Linked DNA regions of Mus musculus: region 2 is linked to region 1. A link is a contact called in public Hi-C data. All regions are on one chromosome and are shown on one strand. Each heading gives the region's core, a stretch centred on a gene start, on an enhancer-like site or on the middle of the called end of the contact. The rest is flanking DNA. Distances are from core to core; before and after follow the strand shown.

Region 1 (3,782 bases), core at 960-3,459:
TACTGGCTGTGAAAACCAACACCCTTATCTCATGTCTTAGTTACTTTTCTATTGGTGTGATAGACTATCCCAACAAAAGCAACTTAAGGAAGACAATTTTACTTAACAGTTCAAGGATGCAGTCCGTCACGGTGGGGAGGCAGACCAGCAGGAACTGGAAGCAGCTGCTCTCATTACATCCACAGTTGGGGTGCAAAGGGGAAAAGTCAAGCTGCCACTCAGATCCCTGTTTGTATTTATAGAGTCCAAGGTTACAACCCAGGGAATGGTGCTGCCCACAGTGGGCAACTCTTCCCATTACAGCAGGCATTCCCAAAGGAATTGTCAAACTGACAATTACCTTACCTTCACAGCTGGAAAGCCCTTTGCAACTTTTATGGCTTTAAATCTCCATGTCTCTAATTTCCTGATAGAGACAATGCTCCTGTTTACTTAGTGAAGTTTTTAAGGAGATGGCATCATACCACTGATGAACATAAAGCAGGCCCGTGGACCCAGCAAAGCCTCAGATACATGCTGACAATAGTCACCCAGCTCTTCTGTCCCCAAAGGAGGATGTAGCACTGTAAATGCAGTGCTGGGAGGGAGGGAGGCTGGCTGAGCCCTCTGGACAGGCAGGGAAGTATTGTTTGTTGGGCTTTGCCATCTTTCATGACAAGTAGGGGATATTCTACTGTGAGTTAGTGAAGCTGCCACCTTGAGCTGCCCTAAACAGTAAAGGAAAACCAACCCTCCCCTTCCCGCCACCAGTGTGGCACCAAAGCAGAGCAGCCTGCAGCCTGTGAGGCCTTGAGAGGCTCCCCAGCTTGGCATTCTCAGCCAGGCAGGCTCTACCTGGGGCAGCAGGGTAAATGAGACACTTCCTTCCAGTTCAGACTGAGAGGGATGCTCGGAGTGTCTTCACTCTAGTCCTTTCAGATAACATGGCCTTGTGTTGTCCATGTCTATCCTCCAAGTCAAACTGTTACCAGTTTTGCCAGTTAAACTCAGCCCTCTAGCAAAAGATCTTCACATTTGGGCTTGTTGAGTGTTGGTGGTCTCTGTGAAGGAAGGGCAAGGAGGGTCACAGGACCACCACTCTTTCAGCCACTTCTCCCAGCCAATTGTATACAATTCTGCCCTAATTTCAGGATACCTCATGGAGGAGGTGCTTGAGAATGTAGACTGAGGACTGGGAAGGGCCTGCATCTGTGTGGCTACTAGAGAGTCATAATGCCTGCTGTGTGCAGACCCTCCAGTGTGGCTGCTCTAAGCACTGCCACACTCCTGCCCATAATCTCTTCCCTGTTACTCTGTAAGGAAGTGAACTTTTGTGGAATTGTGCCTCAGCTTGTCATTGCAACCTTTGTAGGAGGAGTAGATGTTGTTTATATCTTCCCTGGCTGTGTTACCCTGTGCAAAGTATGTTACTTCTTCATGCCTTCATTTCCTCTAGGGGTAGCAATAGGCCCTAGCCCATGGGGGTTAGGGGAAAAATCAAAATTGATTTTTACACAGCTCTTAGTAATATATGAAAGTCCTTGTCTGTAGGCTATATCAAGGACAGCTCTTGTTATTTAAGCATTGGGTATTGTTACCCTATGGCCTGATGACTGTCCAGTTAGAACAAGTTGCTCCTACTTAGGTTGTCTCTCAATCAGGCAGGCCTCAGGGTGGCTAGATCCAAAGCCACAAGAGGACTAGAAGATGAGCCCCATATTATTTCTTTTCATAAATACCAGGCTTACGCTGGTCTTTTCACTTCCTAGCCCAGAGTCTGCCACGGGCATCCATGTCTTCCTGAGCTCGGTAACAGGAAGGGAGCCAGGAGGAAATGCTCCCTTTCAGACTCAGCAATCTCATCATCTAAAAGGCCAGAACACTGTCAAACAGCCTGAACCATGATCCACTCCCAGAGGGAATTGCCGAAGCTGCCCTGCTGGAGTGTTGATGGAGGAGTGGCATCTCCCTTCTCTGCTGAGCTTCTCGCTGTCTTATGACTGCCAGTGTGTGCACGGGGGAGGAGGGAATCGTGGGCAAAGGAACCAGGTTAAACCCCAGGGTCTAGCTCACCTCTGGATCACACTTGAAAAGAAAAAATGCAACCCTTCCCCACTTAGTATCACTCAGGTAGCCTAAGAAAGGACTCACGTCCTTTTAGTGAGTCTGTCCCACGGAGAGGACCTTTTGGTGACACCAAGCGGATCCCCACTCTATTTATAGTTGCTGTTTGTTTAATGAGAGTTCGGTCTCTAAGAATAAGCAATGAGCTCATTCTGGGAACCGGCCAGAGCCTAGGACTCGGGAAACCCCTCCCCCTTTACTCTGGTTTGGGGAGGAATTCTGTAGGTCAGAGGTCAGCCCCTTCTGTTAGCTGGGGAGGCTTGAGACCCAAACACATTTGCACACCCAGATTTCTGATTAGTGCTCAGTGTGTTTCAGGAGGGCTGGGGTTATTTAGTTTCCAAGTGGTGCTTAAAGATTGGCTGTGATCTCCTTGTCACCCACAGGGATTGACAAAACAAAACAAACAAAACAAATAACAACAACAACAAAAACCAAGTGTCTTGGTGAAATGTAAGGTGCAGAGAAACCCCGCCAGGACACCTAGGAAGGAGGATATGGTGACGAGGAAGAAACATCCGAATCTTCTTAGCATCCTCCCAAACTGGCAGCAAAGACCCAGTTATCTTGCAGACACAACCACAACCCTGGATGGTTTTGTTTTGTTTTTTTGTTTTGGCGTATTGATAAAGCCATGACCCACTTAAACTTGAAGTATCTGACCCAGAACTTTCTGCACCAAAGTCCAAAGAAGCATTGTCCCCTGCAAACTAGTTCAGTTTGTGCTAGAAGCTGCCTCTGTTTGCTGGCATGTGGCTCAGTGGCCCTAGAACCAGACCTGCTTGGTCTGAATGGAACCTTTGGACTTGACTGGGTTCACTGACACGTCGGATCTTCCCGTCATTCTCCCTCTCTGTGAACTTAACCGCCTTCTCTCTGGGAAGGAACAGTGTTACTTCATTTGTTTATTCTCCTTATCTGCTGACCCTCTCCTCTGTGCCAGAGCTGATGATGTGACACAAGCTGGTTTTTAAGTGAAAAATGTAAATGTCCTTCGTCTCTTGCAGATGAGTTAGGATGGGTGCCTCTGGGCTCCAGTCACATCCAGTCTTTCATTCAAAAAATGCTCACAACGGTGGTCGGAGCAATGGCTGACTGTAAAGAGCTTGCCACAAAAACATGAGGACATGAATTCAGGTTCACGGTACCCATGTTTACCATGATGGGGTTGGTGACATGTGTGACACCATGCTCCTCTCTATGGTAATGGAGGACTAAACCTCTGAAACTGTAAACAAGGCCAGCTAAGTGCTTTCTTCTATAAGAGCTGCCATCCATGGCCATGGTTTCTCTTCACAGCAGTAGAACATTGACCCGGGTAATTCAGTGTAGCAGAATCAGTCCTTGCTCTTGAAAAGTCTGGAGTCCAGTGAGGAAGGTGGATGTTATAACCCAATAATCACATAAAAATAAAGATATTACAAATGATGGGGAATTTATATGGGAGAGCCTGACTGAGAGATGGGGCATGGTTGACTGACCAAAGAATGAACAACAGCTATGTCCCCTGGAGTAGCCCAGGTGCTGACTCATTTACTGGGGACAGAGAGTGGTAGCTGTGACAGCTGGTGTGTTACCCAGTCGCCCTGAGGACAGCCACAGACTAGTACGTCTCTGGCTGAGTTTGTAGCCATAGAGACAACAGGGCCTCCACCTGGGTGTTTTTCACATTGAGACTT
Region 2 (3,782 bases), core at 719-3,218, 86 kb after region 1:
TTAAGCATGATAAAGAGTAACAGTACTGCACATAAAGCCATTCTGTAGATGTAAAATAGTATTTTGTGGGTGGAAGCCAGAGGATGATATCAGGTGTCTTCTTGTGTTGCTTCTATCTTATGTTTTGAGACAGGGTCTTTCACTGAACCCTAGGGCCTGCTGATGTGGCTACATTGGCTAGCCATCGAATGCTAAAAAATTTAAAAGCTGCTATGTCCAGCTTTTAGAAAAATATTTTATGCATATCTGTATATGCCTGATGATGTGTTTGTGCACCATCTGAGTGTAGGAACCTATGGAGACCAGAAGAGAGTATCAGATCCCCTACAACAGGAGCTGCAGTTGCTTGTGACCCAGATCTCTGCCAAAAGCAGTGAGTGTTCTTTACCATTGAGCCACCTCTCCAGCTCCATGCTCAGCTGAGTTTTTGTAGGGGAAGGGGCATGTTCAGGGAGGTGGTGGAGGTGCTGGGCATCAAAGTCAGGGCCTCATGCTTTTATAGCAAACATTGTATCCATTGAGCCAACCTACCAGAAAGACCTGGCTTCATTGCATATAGTAGTATAGGCTGTGTGCTTCCAGATACTTAGAACTTGGAGTGAGGTGTGCAGCCAGCCTTGTTGTCATTACCTGTCTTCTAAGATTAAGGGAAATTTCAGAATATTGGCCCCACTGATAACAATTAAACTGTAGATGTACATGGTGAGGTGAGCCCACATTCTCAGCAGGTGTGGCTACACCTAGCCTGGGAGCCTCTCTGTCACACAGTCCAAGGTGTCCTCTGAGCTGTTAGTAATGAGAAGTAGCTCTGTGCTTGTGACATGGTTACCACCATCGGAATGTTCCCTAGCATAGTGAGGATGATGGAACTATAGCGTTTGAAGGGCCAAATGATCAGTAGCTGACAGCAGATGTTGGCCATGCCATGGAACAGTATTTCCTTTCAAAGTAAAATATATATTAAGACTATTTGATAGTGGAGATGGCAAGTGAGCAGGAGGATAACGTGGGGCTGGTTTAGGGCATGGTGCATTTAACATACTATAGAGAATCCTTCTGTTGGGCAAAAACCACTGAAAACTTGCTGTTTGTAAGGTTATTCCTTTGAGAAGATAGAACATGGTATTTCAGAGGTAACTGAAAACATTTACTTATAAGAGAAGAAACTTTCCCAAGGGAACCTGAAACTCTTAACAGTAGCATGTACTCCAGGCATCCATTCAGTGAGTTCTCTTAGAGAAAAAGCCAGAAATATCATCAATGCAAGGAACAGAAAAGAGTAGTTTTCAAATGGATGTTCTTGCTCAGTTGGAAGATGTGTGTCTTCTGGGCTTTGCTGAATACTAAATAAAGCACATGTGCCTTCTGTATGATGCAGTTCTCACACGAGGTCCAGAGCATAGGAGTCTCTAAAGCCAGGAATGGAGAACAGTTTTTTAAGTCCAAGGACTTAAGTCCATATCTGTAATCCCAGTACTCAGGGGCTAAAAGGCTGCCTGTCAACTGCTCCTCAATGTTAGCCTAGGTTACATTATGAGTACCAGCCTAGCCAGGGCAAGAACCTGTTTGGAACAGAAAATATACAAATAGACCCCCTGAAAACAGAAATGAAAAGTTATGGTATGGAGTATTATCTTTGATATAGTCGCTAAGAATTTACTTGAAAATTTCAGTTATTACTAGTTTACAACCTTTGGGTCTAGTCCTTGTTACCCTTCCATACCCTTTCCAAGTCCAAGTAAGAAGGACCTCTTTGGAGCCAGCTAGCTCCATTATAAGAGTGACTGTCCTGGGCTGGCTACTGTGCATTTTTCCACTGTCTTCCTTCACTTTGTGCTTAGTACAGTAGCTAAGTCCATCCAACAGAAGATGCAGAAGAGCTTTGGAATGTGATCCTGGCCCTGCTGCATGAAGTCCAGCACTTCAACAATGCCAGACACAAAGAGCATGTGTAGTGAATGTTTACCTGAGTTAATGAACCACTTTAGGACAGGTTGTAGCAGTAATGATTTCAGTATCTAGTGACAGAGCAATCAGTGTTCATGGCTGAGCTAAACATTCGGGCTTTCTTCAAAGCCAGTCAGCAGACCACTGCGCAATCCAGGGAGACCAGTTAGTTCACTTTTCCACCCAGTAGTCATTTACTTTTACAGTTGTGCTTATATAGAGCAAAGGTCAAAAGGAAAGATGTGTTGAAGGCAGTAACATTAGTCCTTTGCCACAGCCAAAGTCTCAGTGTGCTGTTGAAAGAGCTGCAGAATTCAGGCAGCTTGCTCTTCCTCTCCTTTTCTTTCTTTCCTTCTCTCTTTCTTTTTTTCCCTTTCTTTCCTCTCCCTTTCATCTTTTCTTTTCTCTTTTTCCTTTTCTTCCTTTTCTTCATCCTGTGATGGGGTTAATGTGTAGCTTTGGCTGGCCTGGAACTTGCTATGTAGACCAGGCTGGCTTTGGGCTGGGATTAATGGTGAGCACCTCTTTATTTTTAATGGCAGTTGATATGTGACACAGCCTTGTGTGTGCTAGGCAGGCCCTCCCACCAAGCTTTAGCCCAGTGTTCTAGTTCCTTTCTGTTTTACGAGTTGTGATAAAACACTGACCAAAACCAACCTGGAAGAGGAAGGTGGGTGTTTGTTTTAGCTTGTACTGTACAGCCCCTTCTTGAGGGAAGCTAGGGCAGGGGCTAAGGGAGGAACAGAAGAGGGACACTGCTTACAGGCTTGCTTTCCAAGGTTTGCAAATCCTGCTTTCTTACACAACTCAGGACACTTGCCCAGGAGTGCTGGCCACAAATAGATGGGGCCTATGCTTTCAGTCACAGTCAGGAAAATGCCCCACAGATTGCCCAGAGTCCTGCCAGTTGTGTCAAGTTGACGAAACTACTGAGCACACCAACTTATAATCTTTTTAAATTTACTTTATATTTTTAAAATTAGTGATAGGGGTTCAACCCACGGCTTTACATTGTGCTGGGCTTCATCACTGAGCCTCTGATAGTCATCTTGAACTGTAATTGATGATTTCAAATGTTCGGTTTAATCAGTTCCAATACACTCAAATGCCAAAGGCACCATCAATAGATAAGGAGGATGAACATGTCTGTCCTCCCTTAAGGCTTTTGGTGCCACTCTGCAGTCTACTCTCATGGCCCTTTGCCTATCTCTAGGCATCTGCTGATGTCATTTCTATAACTTTAGATTTACTTAACAGAATCCTGTTTGCTGCTTTCATGAGATGCTTTGTTTTTTTCAGGTGTGTTGGTGCTTGTCCCCTTCAGTGCCATTGTGCTGTGTGGGTATGCCAGCTTTGTGGCCTACTGGCTGCTCACTACTGTTAAGATGTATCTATGTTTGGCTCTTATGAACACTTGACCCTCTGAACACTTGCATACTATGAGCACATGCTCTTTTCTTAACATGCCAAGGAGGAAAATGGTAGGCCCTGTGTCTGCAGCTGCTTGCTTTTACATTCTGAACATCATGTATGTTAGAACTAAGCTGCTGCAGGCCGCTGTCAGTCAGCACCTTGCTAGGAGCAGTCCTTTTTCCTTTTAGTCTTTTTTGTTTTTCATTTTTTTTATTAGATGTATTCTTTATTTACATTTCAAATTATATTCCCTTTCCTCATTCCCCTCCAAAAACCCCCCATCCCATCTGCCACTCTGCTCACTAACCCACTCCTGATTCCTTGTGCTGGCATCCCCCTACACTGGGGCATCGAGCCTTCACAGGACCAAGGGCCTCTCCTCTCATTGATGTCTCACAAGGCCATCCTCTGCTACATATGCA

What was found. A called contact is a pair of places that touch in the nucleus more often than the background predicts.
Region 2: a contact with region 1 is called in a Hi-C map of liver, with 2.2 times the contacts expected there. The contact joins two enhancer-like sites. A contact is called at or near these places in 3 of 484 Hi-C or Micro-C datasets (the HPC-5 cell line, bone marrow-derived macrophages and liver), 1 of 115 datasets of contacts at active chromatin or transcription factors (embryonic stem cells) and 4 of 9 other capture datasets (adipose tissue, liver, macrophages and 1 more).

Annotation. Positions count from the first base shown.
Region 1 is chr16:13,187,697-13,191,478 of GRCm38.p6, forward strand. No RefSeq gene overlaps it. Among named protein-coding and RNA genes, the nearest start is that of Gm32596, 30 kb to the left of the region's middle. Within about 2 kb of position 2,210, at least 45 of the 459 cell types and tissues checked have an H3K27ac peak or open chromatin away from gene starts, as enhancers often do. A contact at or near this core is called in adipose tissue and liver, where this site is marked.
Region 2 is chr16:13,274,428-13,278,209 of GRCm38.p6, forward strand. The region is part of intron 2 of Mrtfb (myocardin related transcription factor B); the gene reads left to right. Among named protein-coding and RNA genes, the nearest start is that of Mrtfb, 20 kb to the left of the region's middle. Within about 2 kb of position 1,969, at least 42 of the 459 cell types and tissues checked have an H3K27ac peak or open chromatin away from gene starts, as enhancers often do. A contact at or near this core is called in adipose tissue and liver, where this site is marked.